Linked DNA regions of Pan troglodytes: region 2 is linked to region 1. The links are chromatin contacts, called in public Hi-C maps. All regions are on one chromosome and are shown on one strand. Each heading gives the region's core, a stretch centred on a gene start, on an enhancer-like site or on the middle of the called end of the contact. The rest is flanking DNA. Distances are from core to core; before and after follow the strand shown. Region 1 holds the start of CACNA1D (calcium voltage-gated channel subunit alpha1 D). Region 2 overlaps CACNA1D (calcium voltage-gated channel subunit alpha1 D).

Region 1 (3,941 bases), core at 877-3,376:
GTGGCTCACGGCTGTAATCCCAGCACTTTGGGAGGCCGAGGCAGGTGTATCACCTGAGGTCAGGAGTTTGAGACCAGCCTGGCCAACACGGTGAAACCCCGTCTCTACTAAAAATACAAAAATTACCTGAGGGTGGTGGCGCGCGCCTGTAGTCCCACCTACTCAGGAGGCGGAGACAGGAGAATCTCTCTTGAACTCAAGAGGCAGAGGTTACAGTGAGCTGAAACTGCATCACTGCATTCCAGCCTGGACAACAGAGTGAGCAAGACTCCGTCTCAAAAAAAAAAAAAAGTATACAAACTTTTCTTCTGTCATTAGGTTGTCCTTGAGGAAGGAACTGTGCCATAGATTTGTCCTGACATCTAGACCAGACCCTTATTCTTAACCGGTGCTTTATGAATGCTGGCTGCACTGAACTGAACCATGAGCAAATATGGTTCAGCTCAGTCATCCACTAGATACAGTATTTTTCCCTCTAGACAGGAGCTGCTGTTTGCAAATCTCCCCCATCCCAAATCCGAGCCAGCAAAGGTATCATAAAACAAACTTGCTCAGGGAATTCTGTAGAAAAGGCCTCAAGATGCCTCTTTAGACCAGGAGTTCTGAAAGTGACATGTGTACTTGTGAATTTCATACATGCTCCTTGGATGGGCTAGTTTCTTTGGAGGGAACGGTCTTCTATCCCTTCAGATTTTGGATCAGAAGCAGCCATAGGAGAGGTGGCCCAGGCCAGCTTTATATTGTTACTAGACCATAGGGCGATTTCTCGCCTCTCCAGTCTCCAAAAACAAAGCACAAAAAAGGACAAGAGCCTGGTTGTTTTCATCCTCACGGACCAGACACCCACTCAGGGAGGCCTCTGGAGAGTCTTCTGTCTGGTCCCCAGTGTCTCTGCCCAGGTGCCCCCCAACAATTGAGGATGACTAGTGTGTTCTCTTTGGGTAAGGAGCACCTTCCCATAAACACTTATTTTTCTTAATTCACGCTGAGCTTTTACTTTATTTTTGCTTTAAAGTCACTGTTCTGAAACGTTCTAAAACGCCGTAGGAACATGCAGATAGGAACAAAAGCAAATAAATCGAATCCTGTGAAGTAACAAAGCAGACGCCCTTCTCCTAACAGCCAGCACAAAGCTAAATGAAAAATATCAGTCATCCACTAGATAAAGTATTTTCCCCTTTAGACAGGAGCTGCCGTTTGCAAATCTCCCCCACCCTAAATCCAAGCCAGCGAAGGTATCAAAAAATAAACTACTCCCTTCAGCTCCCAGACTGGAGGCAACAGTTTCAGCAGCACCGTCTATTTCCTTGAGCAACACGAGCGGTTTGAAAGACCTTGGCTTTGACTTCCCTGTACCTGCCTCCAAACACACGTGGGGGCGGGGTGGGGTGGGGGGAGATATTGCCCCCCATCCCCGTTGCCTTCCGCGACGCCAGGCCAGGCGCAGGGCAGGGGAGAAGATGGGGGGCGCCCTGGATTCGCGGTTCCAGCTGCAGGCAGTTACCTGGGGTAGTGAGTGCTCTCTACAGACCCGGGCTACCCCAACCCCCCCGATTCCAGAAAGGGCCGGAGAAAAGCAGGGGGCGCCTGCCCCGCTCCGGAGCAGCCAGGGAGCCGGGCCGAGCCTTGACGAGGATGAGCTCGGAGACCGCAGCAGCTACCGCCCGCTAGCACCTGTGCTCCCAGGGGGCGGGGCCTCCTCCAGGTGTGCGTAGAGGGAGGCCGGCGCGGAGTCGGGGCCGGCGCGGGAGCCCGAGCTGTCCCCCAGCCCAGAAATGCGCGGGGAGGAGCGGTTCATCCGCACCCCAGCGCCGCGGGAGACACTGGCGCCGCCTGCCTCCTCCGGGTCCCGGGGGGAGAGCGCACCGTGCGGCGCGGAGGGGGTTAACCGGGCAGCCCGCGGCTGGAGCGCGCTTAACCCTTTGGAGCCCGCAGGTCAGCCGGGCCAGGCTAGGGTGGCGGCACCCCGAGTCCCACGCGGCGGCCACCCCGAGCGCGCAAGCGGTGCCGGGCAGAACCGCGCGCCGGGCTGCAGACCCGCCGGGGCGCGGCGCGGCGCGGGCCGTGGGCGGCTCGGGGCGGGCGGAGGGCGGGGGACGGCGGCGGGCGCGCAGCGTCGCCAGGGCGAAGCCGGCGTGCGGCGCGGCGCGGCGGGCGCGGAGCGAGCGGGCGGGCGAGCGCCTCCGTCCCCGGATGTGAGCTCCGGCTGCCCGCGGTCCCGAGCCAGCGGCGGCGCGGGCGGCGGCGGCGGGCACCGGGCACCGCGGCGGGCGGGCAGACGGGCGGGCATGGGGGGCGCGCCGAGCGGCCCCGGCGGCCGGGCCGGCATCACCGCGGCGTCTCTCCGCTAGAGGAGGGGACAAGCCAGTTCTCCTTTGCAGCAAAAAATTACATGTATATATTATTAAGATAATATATACATTGGATTTTATTTTTTTAAAAAGTTTATTTTGCTCCATTTTTGAAAAAGAGAGAGCTTGGGCGGCGAGCGGTGTTTTTTTTAAATCAATTATCCTTATTTTCTGTTATTTGTCCCCGTCCCTCCCCACCCCCCTGCTGAAGCGAGAATAAGGGCAGGGACCGCGGCTCCTACCTATTGGTGATCCCCTTCCCCATTCCGCCCCCGCCCCAACGCCCAGCACAGTGCCCTGCACACAGTAGTCGCTCAATAAATGTTCGTGGATGATGATGATGATGATGATGAAAAAAATGCAGCATCAACGGCAGCAGCAAGCGGACCACGCGAACGGTGAGCAGCCAGAGCCCGGGCACCCGCTGCCAAATCCGATCCTGTCATGGTCCTCCAGCCCCCTCCCCCTTCCCCGCGGCGCTGGATGGGTTGAGGGGGTTGGAGAGGGTGCTGCCAGCTCGGTGTCGTCTACACAGAGAGGGGACATGCGTGACAGCCACTCCGCGCTCCCCTCCAGGCCCTGAATGTCAGAGTTAATTCTGCATTTGTGGGGTGGGGGCGGCCGTGGAGTGTGTGGAGCGCGGTGCAGCCGGAGGGGCGGCGAGTCGAGGTGATTCGGGTTCAGCGTCCTCGGGCTCAACTTTCCTTCAACGCCCCCGAGCGATGGCAGGAGGGCCGCAAGTCTTCAGCCGGAGCCCCCTTGCCAGCCTCTTCTCGCCTTCCACTCCTCCCCCGCCCCCTCGTTGACTAGGAAGAAGGTCCCTGGTGGCATCCGGAAAATTCTAGGATTGCCCGGTTTCGCCCTCCGCGCCGGTGGGTGAAGCACACCCATCCCCTCGCGGGGGAGGCCCGGCCTCGGTATCGGGGAAAGGGGTTCGGGTGGAGCGTGCGTTCCCGCTCCCGTCGCCGGCTGTGCACACGTCGGTAACCTAGCAATGCCCGGGGAGCCGCTGCCGCTGTGGGGCTCCCCTCCCCAGCTCTGGCCCGGGCACCACGTGCAGCTTCCACGCCGGCCGGGGCTGGGTCGAGGGAGGATGGAGCAGCTCCTGGCCAGCCCTCCCCTTTGGAGACCGCCAGTGCCCCCCAACCCCTGTCGGCTGGAAGCCTTTCCGGGTGAGCGCTCCCCTAGGGAGAAGCTTGACATGACTCGACTCGTCCCCCGCTCCGATTGCCCGCCGCTCGCCCGCTTTGCCCCCTTCTCAGGCTTTCAGACCCGTGCTTGCTTTGACTCTTTACTTAGCAATAATTGGCTTTGCAAACGCCCATCTCTCTACCTTGCTGTCACCTCTCTCACTTCTGCTTCAGTGAGGAGACTGTGGCGGAAGGCGGCAGGTGCCTGGGAGATCTGCCTGGGAGATGGCCTGACCCAAAGCTGGCGGGGGCTTCGCATAGGGAGCCTCCTTGGGTTTCTGCCTTGTGTGCACCTGGATACCAACCTACACGGAAATAATTCCCTCTTAGGCCTGGAGGCCCCTGGCATAATCCAGTCAGTCTATCCTAGGTGTAGGGGTGCAGGCTGACTGCCTTGTCT
Region 2 (3,941 bases), core at 658-3,157, 210 kb after region 1:
AGACTTTTGGGGAAGACCATGACAAGTAGCAGGGGTTAAGAAAAACAGTAATGCTTCATCAGTGCTCGAGTTCCCATCTGGGAAGGGAGAACTGGGTTGTGGAGGGGGTGGGGATTGCCCTGACTCCATGCACTGCTCTGGCCCGAACCTGCGGGTGATGGGTAGAGGAGCCTAGTGTGGGCACCAGCAAGGACTGCTGCCTGCTCAGAGCTCTTGGTTTGGACAAAAGGGGTAGCACACAATATTAATGCAAAGTTTGTCCAAAAGCATTGAAGAAGTTCTAAACTTGGTACTCTTTGACCACAGCTTGGCCCATTTGGGTCCCTCGTCTTTGAGGAGGCTCTGGGGAAAGTGGGGCGTCTCTGAGTTCAGGCCCCTTGTTGGGGGGTGTCAGAGGCCTGCCATGACAGCACATGGTGTTTTGGGCCTAGGCCCCTTGAGATCGCTGTCATCGAGGGGAGTTCATTTTCTAAGAAATGATGCATGTGTGTTGGTGTGGGCTCTGCGACTCCGACCCCCACAGTCTTGCTTTGGAAGACACTGTCTTCTGTCCTGTCCAAGTGTGTGGCTCCATTGCTGTGCTCATGTGACTATACTCAGTGCTGTGTGTCCTGCCCACAAGACTGTTGTGCAGCAGGGCAGTGGCTCAGGATGCAGGTCCCCAAGGATGTCCTGATATGTGCTTGTCCTCTTTGCCTCCTTCAGAGAATTCTCAAAGGAAAGAGAGAAGGCAAAAGCACGGGGAGATTTCCAGAAGCTCCGGGAGAAGCAGCAGCTGGAGGAGGATCTAAAGGGCTACTTGGATTGGATCACCCAAGCTGAGGACATCGATCCGGAGAATGAGGAAGAAGGAGGAGAGGAAGGCAAACGAAATAGTATGTAGCGCCTTTCCTGCCCCTGGCTAGACAGACCCAGTGTGCGGTTCAGACGCCTAGCAGCAGGCCTTCCTCGACTCTGACCCAGGCTGTGAGTGGGACAGCCTCCTCCCAGCCATCTGGTCCCTTCTGCCTGCACACATCACGGAGAGAACAGGTGCATTGGTGCTGACTCTGGATTTCTGCCTGAGGTTTGGGGTTTAGAGTCGTATTTGGTAAGGTGGCTTTATAGCCAAGGAAGGTCAAACGGACCCACTGTTGGCCTGGGAAATTCAGTAAGCGCATTTCTGTGCGGGCACAGGGGTGATGAGACACATATTCTTGTACCACAGGAGAAGAAGCTGTGGTTTCCCTCACCTCAGAGTGAACAGTGTTATTGGACAAGAATTTGAAGTGCAGGGTTCCTCTTGACTCTTACTCTTAGGCCACCTGACATGGCTCCTACATGTGCTATTCATATGAAGCCATATGCTTAGCCCATCAGGGGCTGGGAGGAAACCGGCTCACCATTCTAGGCAGGTGTTAAGGGGCATGTGAGTCAGTGACAGCTGCTTTGCTGTCACCCATCGACACCCCACACTGTGACACTAAGCACCCTAGAGCACCTTCTGCAGGAGGCAAGGCCTGAGAACTCAGTCCATCACTGACATTAATTGCCATTGTCAACCACGGTGTCTCTTTCACTGCATACTTTTCCCACAGATGCGCTCTTATTCTCTCTGGGGCCCTTTGTGCCTTGGGTCAGAGTGGAAACTGGAATCCAGCAATGCATTTGACTGAGATGTCTGTGACTTGCTTCAAATCTAGAAGAGTTGGATAGGAAGGACCAAGAACATACTTCAAGGGCACATGTCCATTGAGAGGCCTGGGGACCCGAAGCCGGCCCTACGTTGTAGAAGATGGCCGAGCAAGTCCCTGCTTGAGCAGAGTGCCTTGGATGTTTTGCTCTCAGCAAGGCCTGTTGCTGGGTACAGGGGAAACCCGGAGCTGGAGAGGATGTGGAGTGCTGCCTCCTAGGGAGAGACAGGCCTGTCACACTAAATGCAGCCCTGGGGAGCAGAGCTGCAGGGCACACATAGAGGGCAGGCACCGCCGACGAGGGATCGAGGACAGGGCTGGAGGGAGTATTTGGCCTGGGCCCTGAAGGATGGATGGATTGCAGGTGTGACCATTCAGTGTCAGAAGAAGCACCCTGACCCAGGGGACTAGCGTGAGGGAGGCGTGGAGGTGGACAAAGGCCAGGTTTCCGGGAGGAAGCAGTGGGCCCTTCAGCTGGAGCACAGAGGGTATGAAGGTCGGGGTGAGCTGCCATAGGAAGGGTGGGTGAGGTGCAATTGTGCCTCTTCTGGAGGTTGTGGAGTGTGTAAGTGGGGGCTGAGAGACCCCTGGTGGAGGGGCTTCTTGACTGAGAGGGCCCTTACCTTTCTTCAAGCCTGGGCTCTGTGCCTCCATGGGGAGGGAGTGTGTTCCGTGATCTCAGATGCCCTGGCTGGTGCAAACCAGTGTGCTGACTGGGAGTGGGCAGGGTCAGGCCTCTCTTCTCTCCCTCCCTGCTTCTTGCCAGGCTCAGGAAGGGGCCGGGACTTCAGCACCTGAGGATCAGAAGACTGAGGGAGGGTTTCTAGAGCTAACTGTTTGCTGAATGCAAGTTCAGAGTTTATAAATAGACATTCATGTGAGTCTCAGACTCAGCGATGTGCCTATGAAGTGATCAGATGTAAGAGTGTCTGCCTGTCCTCTGCACAGCTCTCCCCTTGGCAGTTGAGCCAACGTGAACCCCATGGCTTTCGTGGAGCTTCTGCACCTGCAGTATGGCAACAGGCCATGTAGGTGCAGCTTGGAGATGCCTGCACCGCTCTTTTCCCCTTCACTTGCAAACTGTAACTCAGATGCTGATCTGCCTCATCTCCCCTAAACCCAACATGTTATTTGTAAACGAGAGGAGGTATGGCCCCTTTTTCTCAGCAGAGTATCTTTCTTTGCTAGTTTAGCTGTGTCCCCCAGGGAGCTGAGTGAGGCCTTCTTACAGGCCAGTGGCCTTTCCTGTGTTTATTTCTCCTCCTCTAGAAGTAGACAAGGATTCGTGTTCTAGTGTTGCTAACATTAGTCGTGGTAGAGTTGTTTATAGGGCCTATGATTTGAGGATTAAGGGTTTTCATTGGATTTAAGGTGATATCTTGAGGGTTAACCATTTTATCTCAGCCCAGCATTTCCTATGACCTATCACTGTAAAAACCTGATGATGACAGAAATCAATGACTCTGCCTTTCAGAGAACTTGCCATGAGGGGAAGATGGAGAAGGAGTGGCTTAGTGTGAGAAGCTGATCCCATTGTTAAGGCCCAGCACTCTGCTGTGTGAGCCCAGGAGGGCGCGATGATTCTGGCTGGTGGGAGTGGGCAGGCTGGGGCGATGTGAGGAAGGCTCCATGGGAGGAGCAGCCCTGGGCGGCAGAGGTTGGGGGTGGGGGCTTTTTCAAGCTGGGGAAATGGCACAAACAAGGTGTGCGAAGTGACAAATATTCAGGGCCCTTAAGTGCATTGCTCAGTAATATAATCTAGGAAAGAAACAAAACCTGTTTAAAAGCCTTGTAGATCTTCAGAATTCACTCTCACTGGGGCTCCCAAGCCCATAAAGCTGCACTGTGTCTTGGGAACATCAGCAGTATTGTTTCTGCTATGCACCGTGATGTGTGACTCAAAATGATTAACTAGCTTAATGTTTGATCCAGAATAGCAAATATTTCTGTGGTGTGCCCTTGTTCTTTATGGAGCTCGTTTTGCCAGGTGCTGGGGTTTCCTGTGGAGTGAGGCTCACAGTGCTTCCCGAGTCATCAGATTTCCAGAGCCTTGGTGATGAGGGTTTTAAATAAAGACAGAAATCTTGGCTGTGGAGGCCATGATGGGATTTAGCTGACTTGAGAGCACCAAGTCTCCTCCTCCTCTGAGGAGAGAACCTCTCTGATCACAGACCTCAGCAGCCCAGACCCTCTGGAGGAGACAGCACTGTTGAGGTTTCCCTGGGGCCTCCTGTGGCTGCCAGCCATTTTCTTCCTGTCACAGCCAGA

What was found. Hi-C and Micro-C count contacts between places; a contact is called where the count stands out from the background.
Region 2: a Hi-C map of induced pluripotent stem cells shows a contact between it and region 1, with 1.8 times the contacts expected there. The contact joins the enhancer-like site here to the promoter of CACNA1D in region 1. A contact is called at or near these places in 2 of 7 Hi-C or Micro-C datasets (induced pluripotent stem cells and stem cell-derived neural progenitor cells) and 1 of 1 datasets of contacts at active chromatin or transcription factors (stem cell-derived excitatory neurons).

What each region holds. Positions count from the first base shown.
Region 1 is chr2:57,533,872-57,537,812 of NHGRI_mPanTro3-v2.0_pri, forward strand. CACNA1D (calcium voltage-gated channel subunit alpha1 D) reads left to right here and starts at 2,127. Exons shown (of 46, transcript XM_016941303.2): 1 at 2,127-2,749. The coding sequence starts at 2,683.
Region 2 is chr2:57,743,209-57,747,149 of NHGRI_mPanTro3-v2.0_pri, forward strand. CACNA1D (calcium voltage-gated channel subunit alpha1 D) reads left to right here. Exons shown (of 46, transcript XM_016941303.2): 9 at 706-875. Among named protein-coding and RNA genes, the nearest start is that of IL17RB, 140 kb to the right of the region's middle. Within about 2 kb of position 1,908, at least 5 of the 24 cell types and tissues checked have an H3K27ac peak or open chromatin away from gene starts, as enhancers often do. A contact at or near this core is called in induced pluripotent stem cells, where this site is marked.